Regions from separate parts of the Sus scrofa genome. Here region 2 is linked to region 1. Evidence: chromatin contacts called from public Hi-C data. All regions are on one chromosome and are shown on one strand. The core of a region is the stretch at or near the end of the contact, and the rest is flanking DNA. Distances in the headings are between cores, read along the strand shown. Region 1 holds the start of MCUB (calcium uniporter regulatory subunit MCUb, mitochondrial). Region 2 overlaps MCUB (calcium uniporter regulatory subunit MCUb, mitochondrial).

What was found. A called contact is a pair of places that touch in the nucleus more often than the background predicts.
Region 2: a Hi-C map of liver shows a contact between it and region 1, with 1.8 times the contacts expected there. The contact joins the enhancer-like site here to the promoter of MCUB in region 1. A contact is called at or near these places in 1 of 5 promoter capture datasets (liver), 6 of 47 Hi-C or Micro-C datasets (embryonic fibroblasts, liver, skeletal muscle and 1 more) and 1 of 2 datasets of contacts at active chromatin or transcription factors (alveolar macrophages).

The regions. Positions count from the first base shown.
Region 1 is chr8:112,649,620-112,652,904 of Sscrofa11.1, reverse strand. MCUB (calcium uniporter regulatory subunit MCUb, mitochondrial) reads left to right here and starts at 1,502. Exons shown (of 8, transcript XM_021101676.1): 1 at 1,502-1,865. The coding sequence starts at 1,770.
Region 2 is chr8:112,545,584-112,549,063 of Sscrofa11.1, reverse strand. The region is part of intron 4 of MCUB (calcium uniporter regulatory subunit MCUb, mitochondrial); the gene reads left to right. Among named protein-coding and RNA genes, the nearest start is that of CASP6, 28 kb to the right of the region's middle. Within about 2 kb of position 1,728, at least 2 of the 83 cell types and tissues checked have an H3K27ac peak or open chromatin away from gene starts, as enhancers often do. A contact at or near this core is called in liver, where this site is marked.

The DNA of each region.
Region 1 (3,285 bases), core at 253-2,752:
TTACTTCCAGGAGTTCCCGCCGTGGCTCAGTGGTTAACGAATCCAACTAGGAACCATGAGGTTGCGGGTTTGATCCCTGGCCTTGCTCAGTGGGTTAAGGATCTGGCATTGTCTGAGCCGTGGCGTAGGTCGCAGACTCGGTTCAGATCCCGCGTTGCTGTGGCTCTGGCGTAGGACAGTGGCTACAGCTCCCTAGCCTGGGAACCTCCATATGCTGAGGCAGCAGCCCTAGAAAAGGCAAAAAAAAAAAAAAAAAAAAAAAAAAATTACTTCCATGTGGACCTCATATTTAATGTGTCACTATCTGTGGAGGTCAATGGTATGTTGAAACACAGATGCTCATTAACAGGTATGAACCAACTAAGAATGGTGACAGTTTTTGCTATGGTAGATACCTGCATCTTTCTTTTTTTTTTTTTTTTAACCATAGGCGGGGGTCTAATCCGAGCTGCAGCTGCTGGCTAGTTGCAGCCGGTGGCAAAACGGGATCCTTAACCCACTGAGCGAGGTCAGCGATCTAATGCATCCTCATAGAGACCACGTGGGGTCCTTAACCCACTAAATCACAATGGGAATTTCCTGCATCTTTTTTCAATAAGGAAAGATTATCATGAGGTGAGATTTACCACTTGTTGCATTGTTTGCCAGTTTTGATTCATTAACTCAAGCCTCTTGCAGATTTAGTAAATAAAAACAGTATGCCTGGTTAAATTTGAATTACAGATAAACAATACATAATTTAGCATAAGTATACCCCAAATGTTTCATTTAAGAAAAGTGTGACCCATGCAGTATTTTGGACATACTTAACATTAAAAAATTATGTTGTTTATCTAAAAATCAAACTTAACTGAACATCCTGTGTTTTATCTACCAACTCTGTTGTAAATAAAGCTATGTGAAAGCTTGGATTAGGCTGCTCTTAAGTGGTTTGTGTTTGTTTCTACAAACACAGTCCAAGACAAAACATTAGGGTTCCCAATTGTTGTGAAAACTTTTCAATTTCTTAGCTGCTTCAATTAATAACGTGCTTCAAAGGAGAAGCCAATTCAGCTGTGAGAGAGACTGTCCCAAAGGGTTCTGTGTGGGTCACCATCAATCGGACAGCAAACCTCTGGCAGAGGTAGGCCCTGGGAAACATTCGCTGCTCATCGGGGAGCAGAGAGCACCGGCCACCGCCGCCCGCAGCCCACGCCTCGAGCTGAAAGGTGGAGCCTCCGTGGACTTGCTCCTCTAGGGCAGGAGGGAAACTTCCAGAGAGACCCTGCCCCTCTTCAGATCCCTGACGCTCTTTTCCGCTCACCCCATGCCTCCCTGCCTCGTGGGGGTGGAACGGAGAAGACTGCCCGCCGGGCACTAAGTACCCAGAATCACCAGCGAGTTTTGAAATCAACAGCTCCCCAGGAGTGAGCGGCCGGCGCCCGGGCTCTCGTTCATTTCAGAAGGGGCTTTAAGGGAAGCAGGGAGGCCGGCCAAACATCCGGGCTGACCCGCAACACCTGAGATGCGGAGGGCGGTTCCCTCGCGCTCTCATTCTCTCCTCCCGCCCCTCCAAATTTTGGTCGGAGGAAAGAAAACAGGCTCGCGCCGGGGCGTGTGCGAAGACCAGACGAGGGGAGAGGGACACACCCTCCCTTTAGCCCGCCCCGCGCTGCGCGGCGCGGGGAGGCGGGGGCCCGGCGAGGCTGCGCCCACGGAGAACGCCGGCGCCCAGCCACCAGCGCAGACCATGGCCCGCTGACTCCAGCGGGAGCGCCGCGCCCGACGGGATGATGCGCTGGAGGGGCCCCTGGCCGTGGCGCGCGCGGCTGCTGACGACCCCCGGAACCCAAGGCCAAGCGCATTCGCGGCCGCCGATGCCCCAGGTGAGCCCAAACCTGGTGCCGGGGGAGGCGGCTGGGAAAGTTTGCGTGGGGCAACTTAGGCGGGAGCGAAAGCCGAGCGGCCGGGACTTTCACTGCGTTTTGATGACACCCTCGCCCCCTCTCCCCCGGCTCTGCGGACGGGAGGATAGGTCATCCCTCGGGCCATGGACCTGGGCCCGGCGGTCCAGAGTCGGGGTCACCCCCAGGAGCCGAGGGAAGGAAAGGCCAAGGGCTACGGGGAAGTGAGCTGGCTCATCACCTCGGTTAAGTTGGAGTGCGGGGACCACCCGGCGGCGGCCGCGGGAGCAGCACAGTTGCCCCGGGAGACAGTTTTTCCGCGTCCAAACCGCAATCTGGAATAAGTTTTCAGAGCCGCTTTGCTGTCTGCTCGATTGTCGGTGCCGATGTGGCCTAAGGGGGCTAAGAAAACGGTAAAGCGAGCCAGCGCGACAGCCCTGAGTACGTACTGTGGTAGGAGAGTGAAATTTCCAACCTAAAAACTACGAGCACCTCCCTTTCAAAGAGGGAAGGAAAACTCGCGTTTTGTTCCGAGAGCCGAGAGACGGGTGAATCATGTGTGTGCTGATGAGTAACAGTTGGCCTGACACAGTTGTATTGTGGAAATCTTTGTAGAACCGTTGCTTGGAAGAGGAGGTAGAGCGTCGGTCGATGTGCGCTAAAAAATACACGGGAAGACAGGGTTGGGGGATGGGGTGAAGTACTGGGTGTAACTGGGATTGTGATGGGGGCTGACAGGAGCCTGGGAGCCCTAACTCTGAGCCTAATGAGGAAAGACAGCCTTGGAAGTAAGAGCCTTCCAGGTGCGCGCGGTTGGGGAGGGCGTTGTTTCTTAGTTTTCAGCGCCGCCTACCCACCCTTAGAAATCAGTTTGATTGTTAACGAGAAAAAAAGATGTATTTTTTTCTTTCCGCAGTTAGAAAGAAAAGCAGAAAGTAAGCGATGCCGTTCCTGTTATCTTGTCACTTTCACTTCCTGTTCATCCCCCCCCCCCTTTTTTTTCCCCTGCTACGCTCTCTGGGCCTCAGAGTTTGGAATGATGGCGGAAATACTTAAATGCCCTTTCTGAATGTTTGCAAGAGAAGAAGGAAAGGCATTTTGTTCCTTATAACTAGGAAAGGGCCAAACTTTGTAGGATGTAAAATTAGTAAGCTTAATAGAGTAATTGGAGAGACAGGCTTTTTTCACTTGGTGAAACGTGTGCTTTTATTATAAATGTTGCACTTTACAAAGACAAACCAAAAGAGTAAAACAGCCCAGTACAAGGAACCTTCTTCCTTATACACCATTTCAAATTAAATTATCGATTCAGGTTTCTGTTAAGTCCATTTAACATTTTAGTAGAATGGTTATGAATCCCAAGACTGGCTGCCCTTTTTCAAGTGATCACCTCGAAGCCTTT
Region 2 (3,480 bases), core at 479-2,978, 100 kb after region 1:
CTGTTCAGATCTTTGGTCCATTTTGTAAGCAGGACGTTATACCCATATATATATATATGAGAAGATATATTCTTTTTCAGATTCTTTTCTGTTACGGGTTATCCTAAGATATTGAATGTAGTTCCCTGTGCTTTAAAGTATGTCCTCGTTGTTTATCTACTTTATATGTAGTCGTATATATATTTAATCCCAAATTCCTGATTCATCTCTCTCCCACCGTTTTATGTTTTTTTTAATGGGTTTCAATAAGTGTATAATGACATGTGTTCGCCGTTGTAGTTCCACTGCCCCCCAGAGTCCTCCCTTCTCTGCTGCTTCGTTTCTACCTGCCCCTTAACCTCTGGCAACCACCAGCCTTTTTACTTTCTCCCTAGTTTTGTGTTTTCGGAATGTTAAATATTGAAATCATAAATTATGTAAGTTTTTTCAGACTTCACTTCTTTTTGCTGAATTGTATGCATTCAAGTTTTTGTTTGGTTGGTTTTTTGCCTTTTTATGGCTGCAGGTGAGGCATATGGAAGTTCCCAGGCCAGGGGCTGAATCAGAGCTGCAGCTGCCAGCCTACACCACAGCAACATGGGATCCAAACTGCATCTGCGACCTGCACCACTGCTCATGGCAATGCCGGATCCCTGACCCGCTGAGCGAGGCCAGGGATCAAACCCGTATCCTATAGATCCTAGTTGGATTTGTTGCTGCTGCACCACGACAATAACTCCGTGCATTTAAGTTTTCTTCATGTCTCTTCATGGCTTGATAGTTCATTTCTTTTTAGTGTTGAATAATATTCTATTATCATGGATGTATCACTATTTATTTCTTCATTCACCTACTGAGGGATATCTTGGATGTTTCCAAGTTTTGACAATTATGAATAAAGTGGCTATACACATCGGTGTGCAGGTTTTTGTGTGAACATAAGTTTTCAGTTCATTTGGGTAGATACCGAGGAGCATGATTGCTGGTACACAAAGTAAGGGCATGTTTAGTTGTGTAAGAAACCGGCAGACTTTCTTCCAAAGGAGGTGCGTCGTTTCGCATTCCCGTCCCCAGGGAATGAGGGCTCCTGTTGCTCCATATCTTTGCCAGTGTTTAGTGTCCGCGTCGTGGATTTGGGCTCTTCTAATGTGAAGTAGTAGCAGCTCATTGTTTCAATTTACACTTGTCTAATAACGTATGATTTCAAATGCTTGCTTGCCATCTGTATATCCTGTTTGGTGAGGTGTCTGTTCTGTCCTTTTGTCCGTTTTCTAAGCAGGATGTTAATTTTCTTCTTGTTGGTTTTGGACTTCTTTGTATATTTTGGAATCACAATTCATTATCGTATCTCTCTTTGCAAATATTTTCTCCAGCTCTGACTTGTTTTCTCATTTGGTTGGTATTGTCTTTTGCAGAGCAGAGGTTTTGCATTTTAATGAAGTCTAGCTTAACGATTTCTTCCATGGATCAGGCTTTTGGTGTTATATCTAAAAGAGTCATCGCCGTACCCGAAGTCATCTAGAGTTTATCTTCTAGCAGTTTTCTAGTTCTGCATTTTATATTTAAGCCTATAATGCATTTTGAGTTAATTTTTGTGGAGGGTGTAAAGTCTGAGTCTAGATTCATTGTTGTGCATATGAATGTTCAGTTCTTACTAGCACAGTTTGTTGAAAACACTGTCTTTGCTCCACTCTGTGCCTTTGCTCCTGGATCAAAGATCAGTTGACCGCATTTATTTGGGTCTATTTCTGGGCTCTCGAATTTGCTCCATTGATCTCTCTGGCCTTTCACCAGAACCACAGCCTTGACACTGTAGTTTAGAGTAAGCCTGGAAGCTGCACAGTGTCAGTCTCTGCCTTTATTCTTCTTCAGTACTGAGTTGGCTGTTCTGAATCTTTGGATGCTGCATATAAATTTTAGAACCAAATTTGTTGATTTCCACAAAACATTGCTGAGCTCTTGATTGAGACTGCATTGAATTTATAGATAAAGTTGGGAAGAACTGATGATAGCTGGATAATAATTGAGTCCTTCTATCCATCAGCAAGGAATATTTCTATTTATTTAGCTTTTCTTTGATATCTTTTATCAGAGTGTGTAGTTTTTCTCACAGAGATCTCATACATTTTTTGTTAGATTTATGTCTAAGTTTTTCAATTTCTTTTGGTGCTAATGTATTTGCTGGTGTGTTTTTGATTTCAAATTCCACTTGTTCACTTCAAGGATATGATATAATTGACTTTTATATACTAACCTTGTATCTTGTCACCTTGTTATAATTGCTTATTACTTCCAGGAGTTTTTTGGTCCATTTTCAGATTTTCCACATAGACAATCATGTCATCTGTGGACAAAGACAATTTTATTTCTTCCTTCATAATCAACTTTTATTTTCTTAATGTATTAGCGAGGACTCGCAGTATGATTTTTCAGTGATGAGAGGAAATACTTTACCCTTTTCTTGGTCTTCGCAGGAAGGCATCAGGTTTCTCACATTAAATATGATGGAGTTTTTTCTTTGTTTTTCAGTTTGGGAAACTTTTATTGACATCCTTAATCTCAGAGATTATTTCTTAGCCCTGCACTACTACTAATGAGTCCATGGAAGGCATTTTTTATTCTGTTGTAGCAGCTTTTGATCTCTAGCATTTCATTTTGATTCTTTCATAGAAATTTCAATTCTCTGCTTACGTTACTTCTCTGTTCTTGCATCTTGTCTGCTTTGTTCAGTAGAGCCCTTGTCATATATTATAGTTATTACTTCAGATTACTCTATTATTCCAGTATTCCTGCTATATCCAGCTCTGGTCCTGATGCTTGCTTTGTCTGTTCAAACTGTGTTTTTGCCTTTAGGTATGCCCTATAATTCTTTTTTTTTTTTTCTTCTGTCTTTTGGATTTTTAGGGCTGCACCTGCAGCACATGGAGGTTCCCAGGCTGGGGGTCTCATCAGAGCTGTTGCTGCCAGCCTTCGCTACAGCCACAGCAATGCCAGATCCAAGCCATAGGTGCGACCTACACCACAGCTCACGGCAACGCCGGATCCTTAACCCACTGAGTGAGGCCAGGATCGAACCCACAATCTCATGGTTCCTAGTCGGATGCATTTCTGCTGCATCAAGACAGGAACTCCTGCCCTGTAATTCTTTGTTGAAAGCTGAACACTATATACTGGGTAAAGGGAGCCATGGCAAACAAGCCTTTAATGGTATGACTGTAAGGTGTGTGTTGGGGGGGGATGTGTTCTCTAGTCCTATCATTAGGTCATTCTTTCATTCTTTCCTGAGCCTGTGCCCTGGACAGTGAACTCCATGTCTTTCTGAGGGTTAAAAATAAGGACGGCTAGAGGGTGCTAGAATTGGGTATTTCCCTTCCCGCAGATGAGTCAGATGCCTTTAAAATCCTCTGTAGGTAGGCGCTGGTAAAAATGATTTCTCGGAGGGCCGGCCTGATTAAGAACAAGATGCTCTGGTGTATTCGAGAGTGGCTGTTTCTCCAGCAC